2 separate regions of the Ovis canadensis genome follow, and region 2 is linked to region 1. The links are chromatin contacts, called in public Hi-C maps. All regions are on one chromosome and are shown on one strand. Each heading gives the region's core, a stretch centred on a gene start, on an enhancer-like site or on the middle of the called end of the contact. The rest is flanking DNA. Distances are from core to core; before and after follow the strand shown. Region 1 holds the start of KLF6 (KLF transcription factor 6). Region 2 holds the start of PITRM1 (pitrilysin metallopeptidase 1).

What was found. A called contact is a pair of places that touch in the nucleus more often than the background predicts.
Region 2: a Hi-C map of lung shows a contact between it and region 1, with 4 times the contacts expected there. The contact joins the promoter of PITRM1 here to the promoter of KLF6 in region 1. A contact is called at or near these places in 2 of 2 Hi-C or Micro-C datasets (fibroblasts and lung).

The regions. Positions count from the first base shown.
Region 1 is chr13:59,528,673-59,532,434 of ARS-UI_OviCan_v2, forward strand. KLF6 (KLF transcription factor 6) reads left to right here and starts at 1,959. Exons shown (of 4, transcript XM_069546556.1): 1 at 1,959-2,402. The coding sequence starts at 2,199.
Region 2 is chr13:60,022,456-60,026,040 of ARS-UI_OviCan_v2, forward strand. PITRM1 (pitrilysin metallopeptidase 1) reads left to right here and starts at 1,459. Exons shown (of 27, transcript XM_069546557.1): 1 at 1,459-1,563; 2 at 3,478-3,580. The coding sequence starts at 1,511.

The DNA.
Region 1 (3,762 bases), core at 709-3,208:
CAACAATGGGTGGGCACAATCTGAAGCTGGTTCCAGGCAAGCCAGTCCCAATCCATGTCTCCTCTATGGAGGGCCAGTCATGACACTGTTTCCAGGATAAAAGACCACTGAACACAAGCCAGTGATCATTGTAATCAGCTCACCATGAATCATCTTTATAGACTTTAATACAATAGATACAATAAGATACTATCCTTCCCTAACTTTTGATTGACAAAGGTCCCTGCCTACAATCTCACAGGGTCATAGGCAAACTCAAGTCTGCCAAAATCTAACATACAAAATCCTCTCAAAAGTCTTTTACATACTTCATTAAAAAAAATTTATTTAAAAGATGTCTCATTAAACTCTGTTTTGAAATAAAAATGGAGGTAGTAGCTATAATTCAGTTTTCTATTTCAAATTTTAAAAGGCATATTCTTCTTGGTCTTGGCATTTTGCTAGAAAATGAACATTATGGTATATTTCAGGAGATAATTTATATAGCAAAAAAAAAAAAAAGACACACATTAAATGTCAGCTCAACATAACTTGAATTGTTTTCACATTCACTAGGGACAAGTCTAGTTGTTAATCTTCATGAGGGTCTCCAAATGGGTCTTGGAATGAGACTGCTCTGTGGTAGGCGACAAGTACAATGACAATGTCTATATCCCTGTAGACAACAAGTACAGGGACAGTGTCTAGAACCCCCATTTCCCACACTTCAGTGGCAACAGATTCACCTGGAGAGCTTGATTAAAACACAATGGCCAGGACTCTGTAGGTTTGGGATCAGACCCTGGGTTTCTAAAATATACACAGCTGGTGTGGATGGGGGACCCTACTAAGATTGGTTATAGGCTCCCTCTATTTATAACCCCACCTGCCCCAACAAGATGCCCTCTTTTTAAAAATAAAAATGTGTTCGGGAGAATCAAGAGTGCACATAACCCCCTCAAGAGCCAGGAGATCCAACTTGGGTCTTCCAGGCTACTCTGCTCCTGCAGGTTAGGCAGGCAGCGGGGGTGAGGATGTAGCACCGCCGCCGTGGTCCCCCAGGTAAGTGCCCTGTCCTTGTGAGGGAGGCTGAAGGGGGAAACTCAGATTCATATACAACACAGCCCTGCGACTAGGGCCCTCCTGTCCCTTAGCACACCTGTAGGGCTGGTCAGCCCCCCACTCCGGGGTCACAGGTGCCACCTGGGGACAGAGGGGGATGGAACGGGGAGGGAGGGGGACACAGCGCGGGTGGTGGGTGCAGATGGAAACGGGGCAGGTACAGAGGGATAATGGAGCGAAAAGGAGGGGGGAAAGAGGGTGACAGACGGGGATGGGGACGGGAATCTACAGCTGGGCAGGAGGGGGCACCGAGAGGGTGGAAGGACGGAGGGGGATAGAGAACGGCCGGCCAGCCCGAGGTCGGAGCGAGGGACAGAGGAGACCCAGCCGCGCTCCCCTCAGCTCGGCGGAGGGTCAGGGGACCAGGGCCCGGGCGACAGACCCGACGAACGTGGACCAGGGCTGAGGGGACAAGGACGGGGACACGACGACGGGGAAACCAAGGCCGGGCCCGGGCGATCAGCCCGACGGACGGGGACCAGGGCTTCGGGGACGAGGGCTTCGGGGACGAGGGCTTCGGGGACGAGGACGGGAAGACCGGGGCCAGGACCGAGACCGGGACGAGAAGGGCAGGGACACCGGGTCCCCTCGGCCCGACCGGCCGCGGCGCACGCAGCCTCTCGGCCGCGCACCTCCCAGCTCCGACTCCTCCGGCGCGAGACAGCCCGCGCCTTATATACCCTGCTAAAAATAGCCTGCGAAACCGCCTCCCAATCAGAACCGGCCGAAGTTCGAATTCTGCCAATGGCGAAGGCGGTGATGGAGAGGCTCGGTCACGCCAGGCGGGGCCGCGGTGAGCCGCCGCCCGCGATTGGCCGGAGCTGACATCATCGCCGCGCAGCCCCCGGGCCGGGAGCGGCGTGATTGGGCGGCGCGCGGGGCGGGCGCGGGCGAGTCACGTGGGGAGGCGGCGGCGGGGGGAGCTGGGCGGGGAGGAGGGGAGGCTGGCAGCGGAGCTTTGAATAGGGAAGTTTTGCAGGGGTTACGTTTGCAGTCAGTCCGGTGTTTGCAAATATTGTGCGGGCTCGCGAGCGCGTCTCCGGGCTCCGGCCAGGACCCGAACCCGTGGCGCCTAATCGCTGCCCACTTGAGTTTGCATGAACTTCCCCGGCGCTGCAGGCACGGCCGCCGCGCTCCCGACTGCAGACTGCACGCCTCCCTGTTTTTACAGCAGCGGGGACGGTCTCTTCCAACCCGACATGGATGTGCTCCCAATGTGCAGCATCTTCCAGGAACTCCAGATTGTGCACGAGACTGGTTACTTCTCGGCGCTGCCCTCCCTGGAGGAATATTGGCAACAGGTAAATAAGGATTTTCGTGAGCCAGGTGTCCCGGTGCGCCGAGCATGGAGTGCGTGCATGCACCCGCAGGACGGTGTGAGCTTGGAGGTGCAGTTCTTTTTCTTCTTTTTTTAATGGTTTGGGTAAATTTTTTAAAAAAAAATTAAAATAATTATTGTTAAAACGTACTTTTGCCTCCGGCGCAGAAGGCACTTTAAAGGGGCCTTTCAGAGCGTGGAGCGGAGTTGTCATCTGAGTGGGGCGCAGCGGCGCCGGGCGCTCCCCGTGTTCTTGCTGTTTTCTGGGGCTGCTGAACCGTCTCCCGAGCGTAGACCCAGCTCCGCGGCCTGATCTCGGCCCCAGCCCTTGGCAGAAGTTTGGTGCTTGTTCCAGCTCCAGGCTCTCCACAGCTGGACCTGGTCATATGAACCCGCATGTACTGCCAAGGCTATTTTTTCTTCTTCTTCTTCTTTTTTTTTTTTTTAGGGATTTTGTTTTCGTTTTGCTTTTTTGGTGTTTGTACGTACAGGTTTTTCTTTCTTTCTTTTTTTTACTTAAGAATTTCACCAGCGAAACACCCACAAGCTCCTTTTCTCTACCAGGCCATTTTTAGTTTCTTTACCTTGGGAATCCTTAAGATTTGCCTCCATCTGCCTTGTTTTTCTTACCTGCTTCTTTTGTTGACCAGAAAAAAAAAAGGGGGGGGGACCAATGTTTGCACAACCAGTGACTTATCAGTCATATGACAATGAGCCTGTCCGAATTGCTTCTAGTCTCAGTTTGGGAAGAGGAGTCTGTTTCCGGCATTTTTTAGTGGAATTGGAATTTGGGGCATTGGACATTTGAAAAACTCAATTTTTCCCCCTTCTCCTGCATTAGGATTGCCTGAAAGGAGAGAGATTCTGACACTTGTCCCATTGTCTTTAAAAGATAGGAGGGTTTGGGGGTTGTCTCTGCCCTACTAGGCTGTTTGCTTTTTGTCACAAAGTGAATTAGCAGATCGCATATATTCTGTGGGTTTCAAAGCTTAGAAGGCTTTTAAGGGGGATGAAATACAAAGTGGAACAACCTTCACATGCCTGCCTCATTGTTCACAGCCCTCCCTTCCCTCTCCCCTCCCAGCTTTTCCTACTAAAGAAGCTTCCTAGGATGTGATTGAAATCGATCTAAGTAGTTTCCTTGGGCATTTGGGATTTGGGCCACAAGCCAGGCTGAGCTCTGGGTTGCCTTCAGAGGCTTTTAAACTCTCCCCAAGAGCTTCATTCTGGTCCCCAGTGCTCCTAGGCATAATGGGGATTTTAAATTAGCCAGATTATTAAAGTTTAACAAGGTCTCAGTAAACATGCTTTCCTTTTTCTTTGGAACATCCATAAGATACCTC
Region 2 (3,585 bases), core at 209-2,708, 490 kb after region 1:
AGTCTCTCCAGGCACAAATGCAGGTAGGGAGCTGTCCTGAAGTTTGCTGGGACTTTTTTTTTTTTTGTAGTTTTTTTTAAAAGCCTTTATATTTTATACTGGATAGCATGACACACCTGGATAGCATGTTAAAAAGCAGAGACAATACTTTGCTGAAAAGGTCTATATAGTTAAAGCTATGGTCTTTCCAGTAGTTATGTATGGATACGAGAGCTGCATCATAAAGAAAGTTGAGTGCTGAATAACTGATTCTTTTAAACTGTGGTGTTGGAGAAGACTCTTGAGAGTCCCATGGACTGCAAGGAGATCCAACCAGTCAATCCTAAAGGAAATCAGTCCTGAATATTCATTGGAAGGACTGGTGCTGAAGCTTCAATAGTTCATCCTCCTGATGCAAAGAGCCAACTCACTGGAAAAAACCCTGATGCTGAGAAAGATTGAGGGCGAGAAGAGAAGGGAATGACAGAGGATAAGATGGTTTGATGACATCTCCAACTCAATGGACGTGAATTTGAGCAAGCTCTGGAAGGTGGTGAAAGACAGGGAAGCCTGGCATGCTGCAGTCCATGGCGTTGCAAACAGTTGAACACGACTGAGCGACTGAAAAACAACAATTATATATTGGTACCGAGTCCTTTGGACTGCAAGAAGATCCAACCAGTCCGTTCTGAAAGAGATCAGCCCTGGGATTTCTTTGGAAGGAATGATGCTAAAGCTGAAACTCCAGTACTTTGGCCACCTCATGCAAAGAGTTGACTCATTGGAAAAGACTTTGATGCTGGGAGGGATTGGGGGCAGGAGGAGAAGGGGACGACAGAGGATGAGATGGCTGGATGGCATCACTGACTCGATGGACAGGAGTTTGAGTGAACTCCGGGAGTTGGTGATGGACAGGGAGGCCTGGCGTGCTGCGATTCATGGGGTCGCAAAGAGTCGGACACGACTGAGCGACTGAACTGAACTGAACTGAACAATGTTGTGATAGGTTTCAGGTGGACAGCAGAAGGACTCAGCCATAGATATACATGCATCCATTCTGGCTGGGGACATTCTTGTTGGGACCGTTCCTAAAATAGCGTGACATCATGGAATCCTGGCCCTGGAAAGCAGGCAATGCCAGCCTCAGACCACATCCACGAGGCCCCACGCCCCGGGGCTAAGGCACCCGACAGGTGAAGCCCTACTCGGTCCACTGCCCTAGAGCTGCTGATGGACGCCTGAGCTGGCAGAGTGCCGGCGCCCAAACGTCTGTCCCAGAGACCGGGGTTACCTCTGGCCTGAGAACCAGGCAAATCACCAGGCTTGGGGTAAGCCCGCCCCTCTCGCGCGCAGCCCTTCCTCTCCCCGCCCAGGCCCCACCCCCCCGGGCACAGGCCCCACCCCCTTCACGCCAGCCTATCGGAGAGACCGTAGTTCCGCGCTGGCCAATTGGGAGGCGGCTGGCTGGTCCCGCCCCGCGGCGTGCGTCGGGTTGCACGGGGTCACGCCGGCAGCAAGCTAGTCTGGCGGCATGTGGCGCGGCGGCTGGAGGGCACGGGACGCGCTCCGGAGGCTGAGCGGCGGGTGAGGGGGCGGGGCTGGGGGCAGGGAGCGACGGGACGGTGATGCGGGGAGGGGACGAGGCGGCGTGGCTCCCCCACCTGGGACCCCTCGTGCGGGGCTCTGTCTGCGAGAGCCCGGCCCCTAGACGGGGCGCCCTCGCAGGCCGCGGTGCGAGGACGGCAGAGCGGGCCCCGCGGTGGCCTTCATCCCGGAGGGAGGGAGAGAGCCCCTGTCCGGTTACCGAGGCTGGGGAGCTGCCTCCAGCGAAGGCGGGGTGAAGCCGGCCAGGACCCAGCGCGGACCGGGGGTCGGGCCTCCGAGGCGGAGGCCCCCTGAAGTGAGCTGACAAGAGCGACACTAGGGGGCGGCGGGCAGGGCTCTCGCTGGGCGTTTGCTCTTTTCCCCGAGGTTGTGGGTGGGGGGCTTAAGCGCCTCTGCGGCCTGGAGAATGGGGCCTCCGAGGTGAAGGGCTGATCATTCGGGCGTGTCCGACTCTTAGCGGCCCCTGAACCGCAGCCCGCCGGGTTCCTCTGTCCGCGGGATTCTCCAGGCGAGAACACTGGGGTGGGTTGCCATGCCCTCCTCCAGGGGATCTTCCCGACCCAGGGATCGAACCCGGGTCTTCGGCATTGGCAGGTGAATTCTTCCCTGTCTGAGCCTCCAACTTCGTGTTTAATGAGTGGATTTATGGGAAAAGAATGCATTTAGTTTCAAACTGAATCAGCTTCATTCCTTTTGACTTTGTAAAATGTAACTTTTTACTCTCTAAAGAAACATAAATTGTTTAGTTTCATGCTGATTCAGAGAATTATTTTATGGTGGAGTTTAGCTGCTGTTGACCCAGGGGAGGAAACGGGGGTGTCTGTCGTTGGGCTGTCTTTATTGGGTATTTGGGTTAAAATCTTCTATCCCATAATTCTAGAATTGGCTAAATCCAGAATGGAATTGTTGGTTGTTTATAAAATAGACCCATACTATTGCATAATGTTGAATGAGTCAGTGTTTTCAGCCCATACTTTCTATAAAGAATATTTTTGTGAGATTTAATGTTAATGTAGAAAATACTATAAATTGTGTCCCTGTTACCCAGGTTAAGCTTACCCTTTACCCATGATAACTCTCCCTCTCTCCTAAATGAAATTGCTCTTCTGGTTTACAGAAGTAACTTACTTTTCCCCTGTGTTTTTACCATCCCTGTGTAGTCGTACATTACGGTGTTACCTGGTTAGATGGCACCTTTTTTTCTTTGCTTCAGCATCATGTGCCCACATCGCTGATACATGTAGTTGTTGTCCATTCATTCTTAGGGCTAAGTTTGTCAATTGAATAGTTCCTTTATCTGTTCTCTGTTACTGGACATTTGGGCTGCTGAGTTTGGGGCCCTTGGGAATGGTGTGCATGTTGTTGTGTGTTTGTGCACCAGGGAGTGAGTGCCGCTCACGGGCACATACGTTGAGGGGAATGAACTGCTCATCTAATAAGGACAGGGCTGTTCTGAAGTCTCCCTTCAGAGTGCACACTCAGTGGCCATGTGAGCCCCTGACAACGCTAGATTGTTAATTCTCACTAATTGGGCAGGTGTGGGATGAAACTTTATTGTAGTCTGAGTTCATTGGGATACCATGATCTTGACATGAGAATTGTATCTTTCCCCAGAATCAAGGGAAATTGGTGACATGATTGTATTACAGTTATTTATGGACATGTAGAAATAAAAGGTTTTCAACATTAAATGTTTGGTATTACGAGGCTTAGGTGAGTTGAGATACAATTGAAAGGACTTTAATGGAAACTGATTTTCTGAAATGTGTTTAGCAGATGCAGGTTTTCATTTTTCTTAGAATTCTTTGTCACATGGCAGTGTTTTTTGTTACCTTGCTGAATTATGTTAGCCAGTCTTCCAGCAGATCATCTGACTCCTTTCCTTGAATGTAGCAATGCCCACCTCGGAGCCTGGAGGTGGGGGAGCACCAAGGCCTGTGAGCGAGCACTGCAATACCGCATTGGAGAGAGGATCCACGGCTTCACCGTCAGCCAGGTGGG